Linked DNA regions of Zea mays: region 1 is linked to region 2. The links are chromatin contacts, called in public Hi-C maps. All regions are on one chromosome and are shown on one strand. Each heading gives the region's core, a stretch centred on a gene start, on an enhancer-like site or on the middle of the called end of the contact. The rest is flanking DNA. Distances are from core to core; before and after follow the strand shown.

Region 1 (6,764 bases), core at 1,830-4,329, 540 kb after region 2:
GGAGACGAACATACCTGGGAAGACGAAAGATTAGATGGCGGGACGAGTCGCGGCTTGAAGCTGCCTGTGGGATTTGTCGAAGAGGTTGCGGAGCCGCGGTCACACCCCTAGAGAACGGAAGGGTCACGAATGCATCGAATCACCGACACGGCGGAGGAGCTACAAGTCAAGTTCGCCATGGATGAGAGGAAGAAAGCTTACCTCTGCGAAGACGACGAGCGCGGCGGCGGGAGATGCGATGGGGGACGCGAACGCCGCCGCGGGCGTCGCGAATGAGGGCGGTTGCGGGAGATGCGATGGGGAGGAGAGCTGCGGCGGCGAGTTGGGACGGGGACGCGTGACGGGCGCGCTTGCGAAACCCTAGCGAAATGAGGTTGGCTTTCCGCGGAAGCGATCTGAGCCCCGCTTCTGGCGTCGCGTAGGCGGGCGACTTCTCATCCAAGCGCGGCGCGGAGAAGCGGCAGGAGAAGCTGCGCGTTTGGTAGCCGCTTCAGCTTCTGGCGGCCAGAATCCGCCCAGAAGCTGAACCAAACGGCGCCATTGTCCTATCTTAGAGCAGCTATGCTCTAACTCTAAAACAGTTCACAGCTCTAGATCGAGTTGAAGTATAGGGCTCGATCGCGCTCTGGTTAGAACGAAGAAAAACAAAAAATTGGTTTCTTCAACAGTAGGAACCTCGGTAAAGCCAATTTAATTTGAAGCTATCATCACATCTATGCTAATGACCAGTCATGCTCGGTTTAATTTCTGGAGTAGAGCAGCAAGATTTAGATTTATGATGATCACAGGTGCCTTGTAAGTCTTTCACTCTGACTGAATATTCCGGCCGCCGCATGGAATAGTCTACGTCGTCGGCGGTTGGCCCGTGACCTGCTTGCTAGTTACTCGGAGCACGAAGCGCCGCCACGAGTCCCCGAGGCCGAGGGTGCTCCAGTCCGACGAGCTGCCAGGTGTAGTTTGGCCAGCTCTCGGGCACCTCTCCGTACGTGCTCATCCGACGAGCTAGTAGCCGAGGAACGAGAAGCTATGTGTCGGTGCGGCCACCTGTCCGCGTCAGCGTCGGGGCACCTCGGTCCCGCTAGGCGCGCTGAGCTGACGGATCGATCGATGGATGGATCACGATCGACGAGCCATGTCCGTGTCCGTCCCCGTCCTTGTCGTCGCGTTGCGCGCGGCGGGTTCGCCTGTGACTGACCGCGAGGCCTGCGCCTGCCACCTTGCGCCGCATGGGCATGGCGCGTAGCCTGAAGCCGGCCAGCAGCCGCCCAGCCGAGGCCCGAGAGCAACCAGGGAGTGGACCAACGTACGTTTAGCTCACTTGTCGCCATTGCCGCTGCTGATAGTGGGGAGTGCCACACCAATGTACGTAGAAGAAATGCATCCCCATCGTGCTGGAGAGGTTGCTGCTGTTGATGCGCCAGTAGCTAGCGCACAACATCTGGCGACGGCAACATTTACTTGCCTGCCTGTCGGTCTAGCTATACTACTATCATGTCCGACAGGCGATCCCATCTTTACTTCAATTCGCTTCAGTAGATAGAGTGGCGTATACAGTGACGCTGACTGACCATGTATCAATCGATCTGCACGCGCCGGATAGTTTCCAGGAGTAATCACGATCACGTCCAGCCAAACATCACTCGACAGTGCACACGTACATGGAACAACTTTTTTTTTGATGGGGAGGACGAGTATAATACAGACACGAGACACGACGAACACGAACAGCGCGCGGCGGCAGACTACGTACACCGTACACGTACCAACAGGGTGGGCGAGGACGAGGAGGCTACAAGAACACAGGCAGCAGAAGAATTTCTTACCACCACACCACGCACGCACCAGCTACTGCGTTACAAATCGTCAAGTCCTTTATTTATCTACCATGTTTCGATGCCTTTCGTCTTGCCTTGATCCGGTGATCGACACCGATCGTCGTAGCGGTAGCAGTAGAGCGGACCACATGCACACACACGCGCGCGCGCGCCATTGTTGGACGGGCGAGGAATAACCGGGCGCTACTGCATGGAGCACTCGGCGGGGAGGCCCTGCTGGTAGCGCTTGGGGTCGGTGCAGTAGTTGTAGATCATGTACTTGCGCTGCACCCAGCGCATCCGCTGCTGCAGGGTGAGGTCCAGCTCCTGGTTGTACCAGTCCCCGGCGCCGGCGGCGGAGGCGGGGGCGCCGGTGCCCTCGGTGCCGACGGTGGCGCCGCAGCGGGTCCGGCCGCCCGCGACGGCGACGCAAGCGTCGGCCTTGAACCCGCGGTAGGAGGCGGAGAAGGGGGCGTGGGACCAGTCCGTCTTGACGCGCCCGCCCTGCGTCGCCCAGTCGTCCGCGTTCCACAGGCTGGAGTAGAGCCGCATCGGCTGGCTCTTGGGGAACGCCACCCCCTTGCTCTCCAGGTTGCGGAAGTCCCTGATGGGCATGTCGTCCACCATGAAGCTGGCGGAGGAGCAAAAGAGCATGGACACCAACCATGAAATGAAGAAGCTGCAGGCGATAGGAATGCAGAAGAAGGAAGCAGAGCAACGAACGACGACTCACATGACGTGCTTGGGGTTCCAGAGGATGGAGTAGGTGTGGAAGTCGGCGGTGGGGTCGAACCAGAGGCGGAACTGCTGCTCCCGCTGCCCCTGCCCCCGCGTGAACACGTTGGTGTGCAGCGTGTAGGGCTCGCCGGACACGTTGCCCAGGAACTCGAAGTCGATCTCGTCGTGCGCGCCGCCCTGCGACGACAGGTAGTAGGCGGTGACGGTGCCGGCGGAGTTGCCCGGCACCAGCCGCAGCTGCATGTCGATCTTGCCGAACAGGTACTCGTGCCGGGACTGGAACCCGGAGCCGGACGTGCGGTCCAGCGACAGCGTCAGCAGCCGCCCGTTGTCAAGGACCTTGCCCCGCCCGTCGCCCCACGTGATGTCCAGCTCCTGGTCCAAGCTGCCCGCCGCGAAGGAGCAGGACACCAGCACGCCCAGGCACAGCAGCAGCAAGGGCACCCGACGAGACGACGTCGCCATGACCGTTGCAACCAGCCACCAAGAGAGACAGACACCTACCGACACTCTACACTGATGATCGAGCAGGTCGCTACTAGGTGCTCGACCTGATCAGCTGGGACGAGCGAGCTGGGTTGGTGGTCGAGCTTGTGACTCTGTGAGTGGAGGCGGCGAGGGGGTTTTATAGGGAGACGGAGGGGGGCTTGGGCTGCCGGCGATAGGAATGGGAATGGCTCCTGCCGCGGGAAGCAGAGCATGTACTGCTACTACTGCTACTGCCCAGCCGTGCGGTTTGTGCGTGTGAGTTGGCGCCAGCCAGAGGATGAGAGGAGACAGGGCAGGGGCTGCGGCGGGGCAGAGCGGGCTTGATGACGCCGGGGCAGGGGAGGGAGGGAGCTCCCGCATCGGCTAGCCGGCCGAGTCATTTTTTGGGTCCACCGGGACGTGCAGCGACTTCCGTTCGTTCTCGCATTTCACCCGAGAGATGCAAATCGTACGCACAGCACACAGGGACATCTTTGCCGACGCCGTCGTAGCTGATTCCGGCCGCTCTACGGGCTCGTACCGACGCCATGTCTCTCTTTTTTGTGTGTCTGGGTGCCGTCACGTCCACAACCACAATGCATGCCACCAACGCGTGATGTAAAATGCCATTGCGATGACTGCCCCCGTCACTTTCACACACACACACACACACACACGGTATATCTCGTGTCTTTTTAACAAAAAAAAAGACAATATCGTTTAGTACAACAGATAAGGACCGCATGATTGAAGAAAAAAAATATTCCTGCGCGTACTATCATGTATCGAAAAATTAATACCCAGCGTTGCACGTACGGCCGGGTGGTTGATGAGCTTGGATGGAGCGCGTGCATCCCCACGGTCCACGTGGATGCACTTTACGACCCCTAACCACCGCAGATCATCCGTCTTGATTAACCGAAGTGTCAATTAAGCAGCAATGCACGGCTAGCATTATTATTATTTATTTCACCGGACGAGTGTGCCGTGGCCGTACTACTACGATACATGGACCTTGTCGAGTTGCCACATTACAATGAAGGGAACGACTTCAGAAACGAAAATGTCAGTCACTCATTCGGAATTATCGGAAACGATAAGTTCGGAACGGAAAATGTACTGATTACTGTCGGAATCTAAAATACGATCGATACAAATCGCAACGTGTACCCTCAACCTACTTAAAGAAATCACACAAGCCGTAGTATATAGATGTTCGTACATGATTAAACCATATCTCACAAAAGCATCGAGGCAATATCTCACGTATACGGGTGACAAGTAGGACATTTACGACATTCCTAATCCATTCCTAATGTATACAATCTATTGAGACAAACATGACCGGGAAACCCTTATCTGCGTTGACATGAAGTATGCGAGCTACGACATTGCTTTTAGGAATACGGAGGTTCCGTTGGCTGTAGCATGAGATGATTGCGCGGCAGAAACAGATGAGACATAGTTTGGCCGATTTGAACATACTCATCGACTGCGTCCGTAGGCAACCTGCAACCCATATGCGAGGACACGCAGAGCAGTAGAGACTTTTTGCTGCACTCCTCTAAGGATACGCAGAAACAAAGGCCGCTGCATCTGAAACCTAGAATGAATATGCAAAATGTAAGAACCATAGGAAGCATACATGTAGAGGTAAGAGTGATTATTAGGAAATGAGGTAAGAGTGATTATTAGGAAATGTACCTTCGTCGGTAAATGTGGGCGGGATATACAAGATTTCGACCAAAGTAGTGGTTCTTTATCAGATTTTCGCCAATATTGTGATCCCTATGGATTACTTGACGAGGCAAAGAAGAGGGCCGACGACGCCTCCTTGAACCTCCAATGCCCAGTTGGTAAGGGCTTGCAAAACGAACATGGTGTCGACCTCGTCTTCAGAATCGTCATCGGACGAAGAGTCCACGAACTCTTTGAAGTAATCGGAGACAAACTGTAGAGTGTTGGTGTAGTCGAACTCTTTGAACATGGTGTCGACCTCGTCTTCAGAATGGTAGTTGAGTTAGTCGATGAGAAAATAATATGGTGGTGTAGAGTGAACCGTTGTAGAGGGTAGAGATATGGAGAGAGGTTGCTGACGTGATACATGAGTGGGATATAGGTGGAAGAATATAGAGTCGCTGAAGGTAGTCTAAAGGCGAGGTATGCCCATGCTGATGCGTTATCCGTCCTGAGAAAATTGTTGAGTAGGAAGAGAGCGAAGAGATTAGACTTGAGACTCGTGAGATCACAACACTCTAATAGCTACCCCTGCACATAAAATGATTTATAGAGGCTCAAGGCGTGGAATCGTAATACCATATGTCCTATTGTATAGTGGATAAATTAATGGAAATGAAGGGAAAGATTACACGCTCGAATGACGTCTTAGCAGGAAGATAGACTAGCTCATCCTCTATTTTGATCTCGGTGAGAGTTCTAGTCTAATCCTAGCCGTCTCGTTTTGCAGAAACCTTTTGGAGCCGTGGGCTTGCCTGAGCCTTGTTCTACCTTCGATTTGCCTTGGACTCCGAAGGATTATTAACCTTAAACTCCTGAACACCATCTACGTTGTTCTACTCCTTTTGTAGCAATAAAAGTAAGGGGCCAGGGGTTACGTGCGAGCTGGATAGTGGACCCCACTCATCAGAGCTCCAACTATTTCTATCTTTTAACCATAGACAGGTTACGTATTCAAAATAATTACTTTTTTCCATCTTAGTTATTTTTGTGCAAAATAAAGAACAAACCAAATTTATGGTCGGGGCGCGTGTTATCCGCGGGTTGAAATAGAAACCGTGTCTATAGAGACGTAGGCAACATTTTTTCTTTAGGTGGGGAACAATATATACATAACTACAGTTATAATATTAATAAATAGAATATGTATACATATACAATATTCACTAGTCATAAAATTTAACACAAATATACGCTAAATACATACTATATTTTAATTAATTATAAACTAAATCTTTTATTTCAGCCATAAAAATAACTAGAGAACAGATTTTCTTTTTGTTAGAGGGGCCATGGCCCTACTAGCAGCCCCCCTACCCCCTACCCTTGTCTACGCCACTGCACTCCTGTATCTGCGAAACATTGGATCGGGTGTGAGTGTATCTAGGGGTGAAAACGGGTCGGGTACCCGGACCGGGTACCGGATACGGATACTAATTCGGGACGTTTTTTCGGATACGGATACGGGTAATTTTATATTCGGGACGGATACGGGTACTACCCGGATAGAATCGTCTCGGATACGGGACGAGCAGTACCCGGTAAATACCCGACAGCCTCGGGCGGATACGGGTACCCGGCTACCGGGTACCCGGTAATATTTGGCCCAATAAACAATTAATGAATTAAACATAAACAGGCCCAAGCGGCCAGGCCCAATCACTTTGGCCTGTGGCCTCCAAGCCGAGCGCCGTGTCGCTGCTACCCTGGGACCTGGGTCCTGGCCACCTGCGTTGGAGCCTTCCATCGTCCAGCCGCCAGACGTCGTCACCGCGGCTGCGCGACACAGCCTCACGCCTAGATCGAGCGGGCGAGCCCGAGCTCCCATCCGGCGATCCCCGACTCCCCGTCGTCCGTCCGCCCGAGGCCTGAGCTCGTCGCACCGCTAGACGGACCACGGACGGGAGAGCTCGGTCAGCTCCCTGCTCACCGCGCCGCCGCTGGACGGACCACGGACGGGCGCCGCTCGGTCACCTCGCTCCCTGCTCACCGCGCCGTGTCCGCCCG
Region 2 (6,267 bases), core at 1,930-4,429:
TTTTCCATTAATGGTCACATTTAAATGTGCTAAAAGAAGCAGTGTTAACCGAACATCTAAGACAGTGGAAGTAATACTCATCACTTCAATTAGAAGGGATATTATTAGAGAGTTCATAATTGAGAAAGTATTATTGGTTATTCGTGTTAAGTGGCCACGTGAAGACATGAACATTCCATCTGCATCCAACAAGCTAAGACACCACAACATATCATCTAGAACTTAATGATCTACTGTTTTGTAAAGCTGCACACCCAGATGATTTTGACATACGTCTCATTTGTCAACAACCCAATTCACCAGATTTCAGTATATTAGATTTGGGTTTTTTTTGTACTATCCAATCTATTCGATATAAAAAGGTTGCAAAAACAGTTGAAGACCTTATTCTCGTTGTTCAAGAGGTACGCTTTTGATTATTGTACTTATCTCAATTTGTCTACTCATTGTGCCTGGTAAAATAGTCATATTACCGGCATTCTACGTATTTTGTCCACGTAAGACAAATAGAATATATTTAGCTCTTCAACAAGTTTGGATGGAATCAATAGAAGTTAATAGCTCAAACAAGTTCAAGATTCCACGCATGAAAAAAAAGGAACTTTAGGGCTACTTTGGGAATACCATTTTCTGAGAGGAAAATTAACTAATTTCCTTTTGAAAAATGGAAATCTCTTGGAAAAATGATGTATCTAAACTAGCCTTTAGAAAGACAAATAACACTTTCAGTGCAAATACATTGTGTGGAAGTATCAGTACAAGAAGCAACGGCTAAACTCTTTGCATGGAACAATTAGGCTTATTCCAAAATGATTGCTAGCTTGTTATTCTTGCTTTTGTTTTAAAATACCTCCCATGTAATCGACCTTTGCACTTTGTTTAATATTAATTGAAAAAGCTGAAAGACAAGACTTTTGGATTGTTGTTTTGTACCGTTGGGAGATGAACACTAGTTTGGAGATTAGCAATAATTACTAACAGTTGCCCAGGAAAAAAAACAAAGCTAATCCGCCAAGAACTTGTTTGTATTGCAAACACTTTCTAGCTGTGAGAAGCTACTTTAACAGATTGTATGTATACACGAGAACAAAAGTAGAGAACATGATAGGCGATTGGAAAGATAACCACACGTCCGATCCTTTCCATCCAGAACAGCTCGAAAGCATCCGATTAGGTAGAAGAGTTTCGAAATCCAACGAAGCAGCAGCGAGCAGGCGGGCTTTCAGCCGCTGAGCTCCAAGAAACGCCTGGCCATCGGGTGCTTGGCGTCGGACAGGTCGGACGGCGCGAGCACCTCCACGACCTCGCCGGCGACGACGAGGCACACCAGGTCGGCGATGCGCTGGATCTGCTTCACGCTGTGGGAGACGATCACCGTGGTGAGCCCCCTCGTCTTCTTCAGCCGCACGATGGCCTCCTCGATGTTCTGCGTCGAGATGGGGTCCAGCGCGCTGGTCGGCTCGTCCAGCAGGAGCACCTGCATGCATATGCAGCGACTCCATCCGTCTGAGCGAGGAGGCCATGGAGGACAATGCATGGCAAGGGAGACGGAGCGAGAGAGGTGTTGCCTCGGGGTCGTTGGCGAGGGTCCGGGCCAGGGCGACGCGCTGTGCCTGCCCGACCGACAGCTCGGACGCCGGCTTGGAGCACAGAGCAGGGTCCAGGTCGGCCAGGTGCAGCAGGCTCTTCACTTCGGCCTCGGTTAGCTTCTTGCCGCGCAACTGCGGCCCGTATCGTACGTTGTCAGCCACGGTTCCTGTCAAAAGCACGCAGGAAAGGAAGTGGTGGAAAATCAGCACGGAGGCCGCAGATCCAACTAGTATTGTACCTAACAAATTTTCAAGTTTAGGAACCTGTTTAGAGAACTATTGCAGATGCTCCTACATCCAGGAAATATTCCCTCCTTCCTAAATAAATCTAACTCCCGAAGTTGTTTCTAAGTTAAACTTTTCGAATTTGACTAAATTTATGTAAAAAAATATAACGGTACTTATGACATCAAATAATTTAATAAATTATGAAAATATATTCCATGGCGTATCTAATGATATTGATTTGGTGTCATGAATTTTTATGTTCTTTTCTATAAATTCGATTAAGCTCAAAAAAAAAGAATGACTTACGGCTCGAAAAAATAGTTTATTCAAGTTGGAGGGGTTTATGTTGGACCAGATGTTCAGAAATCCTAAATATTTCGTGTGCCAGTACTATCAAAGTTAAAAAAAAAATAAATGCCACCATCCCGCTTATATTTGTCAACTGTTCGAGCTTTCTTTAAAAGGTTAGCAAGGTTCGTCCTCGTCATCACGCATCCTCTGTCATCAGGGATGGCTATGGCTATTATTTATGCATCTCATCAGTCTCAGGATGTAGAGGCCAAGCATTATTGCGTTATTATAGTAGTATATATAGTAGTATATGTGAAAAGGAAACCAAAACCATGGTGTGCTCATAGAGAACTTATCACCGGCGACCAGCGTGCTGCATTGGTCGAAAGGTCAGCGGGATAGCTATAGCTTATCACAGTTGGCCACTAATGAATTGTCTAATCGCTGCCAGCTTCCATGTGATTAGCAAATGCCAAATTGTCAATGAATTACCGAACCTTCTCTGTTCTTAGTTCCATCGATTAATGGATAATCAATTGGATCGGACGTAGGTACGGTACGTACCGTCGAACATGGCGGGGAGCTGGAAGAGCATGCCGACCTTGCGGCGCAGGGCGAGGACGTCGAGGGCGCAGATGTCGGCGCCGTCGAGGAGCACGGCGCCGGGCGCGGGCTCCCAGAGGCGGTTGAGCGCGCGGAGCAGCGTGGACTTGCCGCTGCCGCTGGGGCCGATGACGCCCATGACGGCCCCGCGCGGCACGTCGAGGTGGACGCCGCGGAGGATCTCCTCGCCGGTCGCGTCCGCGCGGCGCCGCAGCCCGCGCACCCGTATCTTGGGCACCGCCGCCGCTCCGCCGCCGTCCACGTCCAGCAAGTGCTCCCGGAGACCATCTGCGCCATATGCATGTATAGCATCGTATCGTCACCGACCTGCAGGTAAATTGTGACAGTACGGCCTGGTCGATCGACCAGTTGAGCTTAATTATTGGGTTGTTGCATGCCCACCTGATGAAGCAGAGCCCATTACTGGAATGGAAGAGGACGTGCGAGGAAGAGGAGGGAGGGGATGGCCGGGTGCCGATCGTGCGTCCCCTCCCACTGTGAGCTGGTGATTGATATGTGTTCTTTGTTTGGTCGGTCTCGCACTCGCAGCCAGCCTTTCCGCGGGGCTTCAACTGAGGCGGGCGGCTTGTGGTGCGTGCGTTGCTTGACAACTCGGCGGCCAGAAGAGCGGCGGGATTCGGTGGCGGCTGGTCTCGGTGTCGGTCCGGTCCCACGCACCACGCCATGGCATGCCGCACGCAGCTTATCGGTGTACGTGTCGTCTCAGACTAGGCTAGAATGTAGCTAGAGACCTCTTCCTGTCCAGCTATCACGTTCTGTTTCTCTTTCCCCGTTGGAGTTGCCGCAAAATAGAGCCATAAATTATCAAAATTGGTCTTTATTAATATTACGTTTTGTCTGATTAGGAAGGCCCACGAGGTGTGGCCTTTATTGATTGATGAGGGATTAATTCCACACATCATCAAATACAAAAAGGGTTGTACGACGCTATAATATGACGCTTTAATATGCAGTTCTTTTGTAAAACAATTTGGAGCAGGCTAAGAACTTGAAATTCATCTTGATCTTATTTGAACAGATGTTAGGCCTAAAAATAAATTTTCAAACAAGTGAAGTTTATTATTTTGGGAAGCTAAAGTGAACAAAGAGATATATGTTGATATCTTTACAAGTCCTAACAGGCAACTGCCTATAAGATACCTCATGAGGACATCCTCCATTATTACCCGTTGACAAAGACATAATTGGTCAAGTTGGTCTAGTTCTAGTCGGACGGCGACCGTGTGAGCCTCAAAATTATCTCACCTCGCTTAACTTGTGAGAAGGAGAAGTTAAGTTCACATTTAATGTTGCTAAGTGTGACAAGATGTTTAATGGATTACTTAAGAGCGGTAACATTAAACCATCTCACATAATTTTCTCGATAGATGAATTGAAAAGGCGTGCTTATTGTAAATGACATAACTTCATTTCTCATACCACCAATGATTGCAATACTTTCCGTCGACAGATACAATCGACTATAAATGAAGGCCGATTGGGAATGCAAATTGACAGTCAGTCATTACCCATGAATACACTTGAGATGAACGACAAGGTCCTAATTCAGCTGGAAATGACGGATAAAGGCAAGGGCAAGAGCGTAGTCATTGGTGATCCTCACACACCAAATCCAGCACAAGGAGTGGCTACTTGGAAATCTTCAGACAAGAATGGAAATGTAAGGACCACTAGTAGGACCGAAGGCACGAGAGGAAGATAAAATAAGACAACAGCCAAGTTCTCCTAGCCAGCGTGCGTCGAACAATTTGGTGACTATGACCAAACACTCTAGTGTTTCGGATAGTTCAATACTTAGAATTGGACAATCTAATTGATCGACGGCCCGCTAGATGAAGGTGAATGGCGACATGAAGCAAGATCGGACTAAGGCTTTGAGTACGTCTGTGAAATCTGGTCCTATGTTCAATCAGCTTCTCTCTAAATATATGAACGAAAGCGTCGTTCCACACAATCTAGCAAAACAATCTAGGTCATCCGCAGGAAGGAAGTGACATGTGCAGAGGCAAAGGTCGAGCAAACCGGCCCAAGAAGTGGCACGACAAATGCCGCCTACTCATATGTCTCTAGACTCTAGGGATGTCGTGGTGTTTTCCACCTGTCTACTCATCGTCAATGTGTTGTCTTGCTCAAATGTAGGATAGTGTTGTAATACATGCGTAGTCCATTTGCTTATTCGGGTTGAAGGGCACCACAATTTTATACATTTTGACATATTGATTAGACAACCATGGTCGAAGAAGATGCAATCATAAATGGCCATTATGAATTAGATTTCTACATGGTCTGTTTGATTGAAAGAGTCGGTGACTTGCATCATGCTAGAGTTTTTATTTCGGGAACAAGACGATTTATGAAATCTATTGTTTCTCGAAAAGACGCTGATAGTATAGGTGATTTTAGTTCATGACCTCCACCAAAGGTAGGGGCATGTGTTGAACACTAAATGTGACACCTGGGCATGGGCGGACAGTCCGATCATGTGGTTCGAACGGTCCGCGGTTATATTAATTCAGGCGATAGTCCTTATCCCGTTCGTGGTTATTCTAACCTATCTGCGGTAATCTGTTGGATCTCACCTAGAAATGGGTCCAGACCTCCCCATATATATGAAAGGGTACGACCGTACGAGCGATTGAGAATACATACAATCCAATCGAACTAATCTATCTACATTATCATACCTTAGGGGTAGACGTAGGGTAGCTCTAGTTATAGTTTCAGCTTTAATCTTCACTTCTATTCGACTCTATGTCGTCTAGAAACACTTTGGCTGCCGATCCCAAGCAACCCTAAGATCTCTCCTCCTGATGGTTTCCCTCCTAAGAGACGAGATCTAGGTTCAACGTGAAGCCCTCTACGCCAATGCGGTCTAAACGTGGACGGTCAGCGTCACCGCAGAGGAGAGCGTAGTGGACAGTCCGATGACATATAACAGGCCATCCAGTACCTTGCAGAGAGGTCCAAAGATCTCTGACTCTCCGGGGTCTAGAGATCATTGACGTTTGACAAAAAGACGCCAGTCTCTAGAATTCAGATTTAAAACTCGGCAATTTTATTCTTCTATTTATGACAGAGATCGTTTGCTACAGCCAGGCATCGGTCTTCGGTGCTCCCGCTTACTCCTATGTCCCCATGCTTTCTCGTCTGAAAGACTGGAACTACGGCTCCCCGGTTCCATCATCAGGCATCACACTCACACGTCGCTTCGTGCGAGCACGGACGACGCATTATTGAGACTGAAAGCCGACGGGGCTGGATGACTGGATCCCTATTGGGCGGTCAATGCCGCGACGGCCCTGCTCGCCGAGCTGGCCTGGCGTCGCTCTAAACACTGCACGCACCTCCCTGGCACGACGGCGTAACAGTGCCGCTAATCACGTCGCTCGTGGCATGCATATGCTCTGTGCTGGCGACGATCTCGCTCGTCGCTCACGCACGCTGCCTGTCATTGTCATGTCATGGTCATGCACGCGCGCTCACCTCACCTGCGGTACGCTGCGCACGCATCGGCATCGCGACTGGCCGCAGGGGA

What was found. Hi-C and Micro-C count contacts between places; a contact is called where the count stands out from the background.
Region 1: a contact with region 2 is called in a Hi-C map of bundle sheath, with 2.4 times the contacts expected there. The contact joins the promoter of LOC100191584 here to the promoter of LOC100286314 in region 2. A contact is called at or near these places in 2 of 25 Hi-C or Micro-C datasets (bundle sheath and ear).

The regions. Positions count from the first base shown.
Region 1 is chr5:55,914,645-55,921,408 of Zm-B73-REFERENCE-NAM-5.0, forward strand. LOC100191584 (xyloglucan endotransglucosylase/hydrolase protein 23) reads right to left here and starts at 3,080. Exons shown (of 2, transcript NM_001137014.1): 1 at 2,548-3,080; 2 at 1,678-2,445. The coding sequence starts at 3,017. The coding sequence ends at 2,019. It also overlaps the pseudogene LOC103628210.
Region 2 is chr5:55,376,682-55,382,948 of Zm-B73-REFERENCE-NAM-5.0, forward strand. It overlaps LOC100286314 (phosphate import ATP-binding protein pstB 1), which reads right to left and starts at 3,180. Exons shown (of 4, transcript NM_001349640.1): 1 at 3,114-3,180; 2 at 2,673-2,999; 3 at 1,569-1,756; 4 at 1,057-1,477. The coding sequence starts at 3,132. The coding sequence ends at 1,223.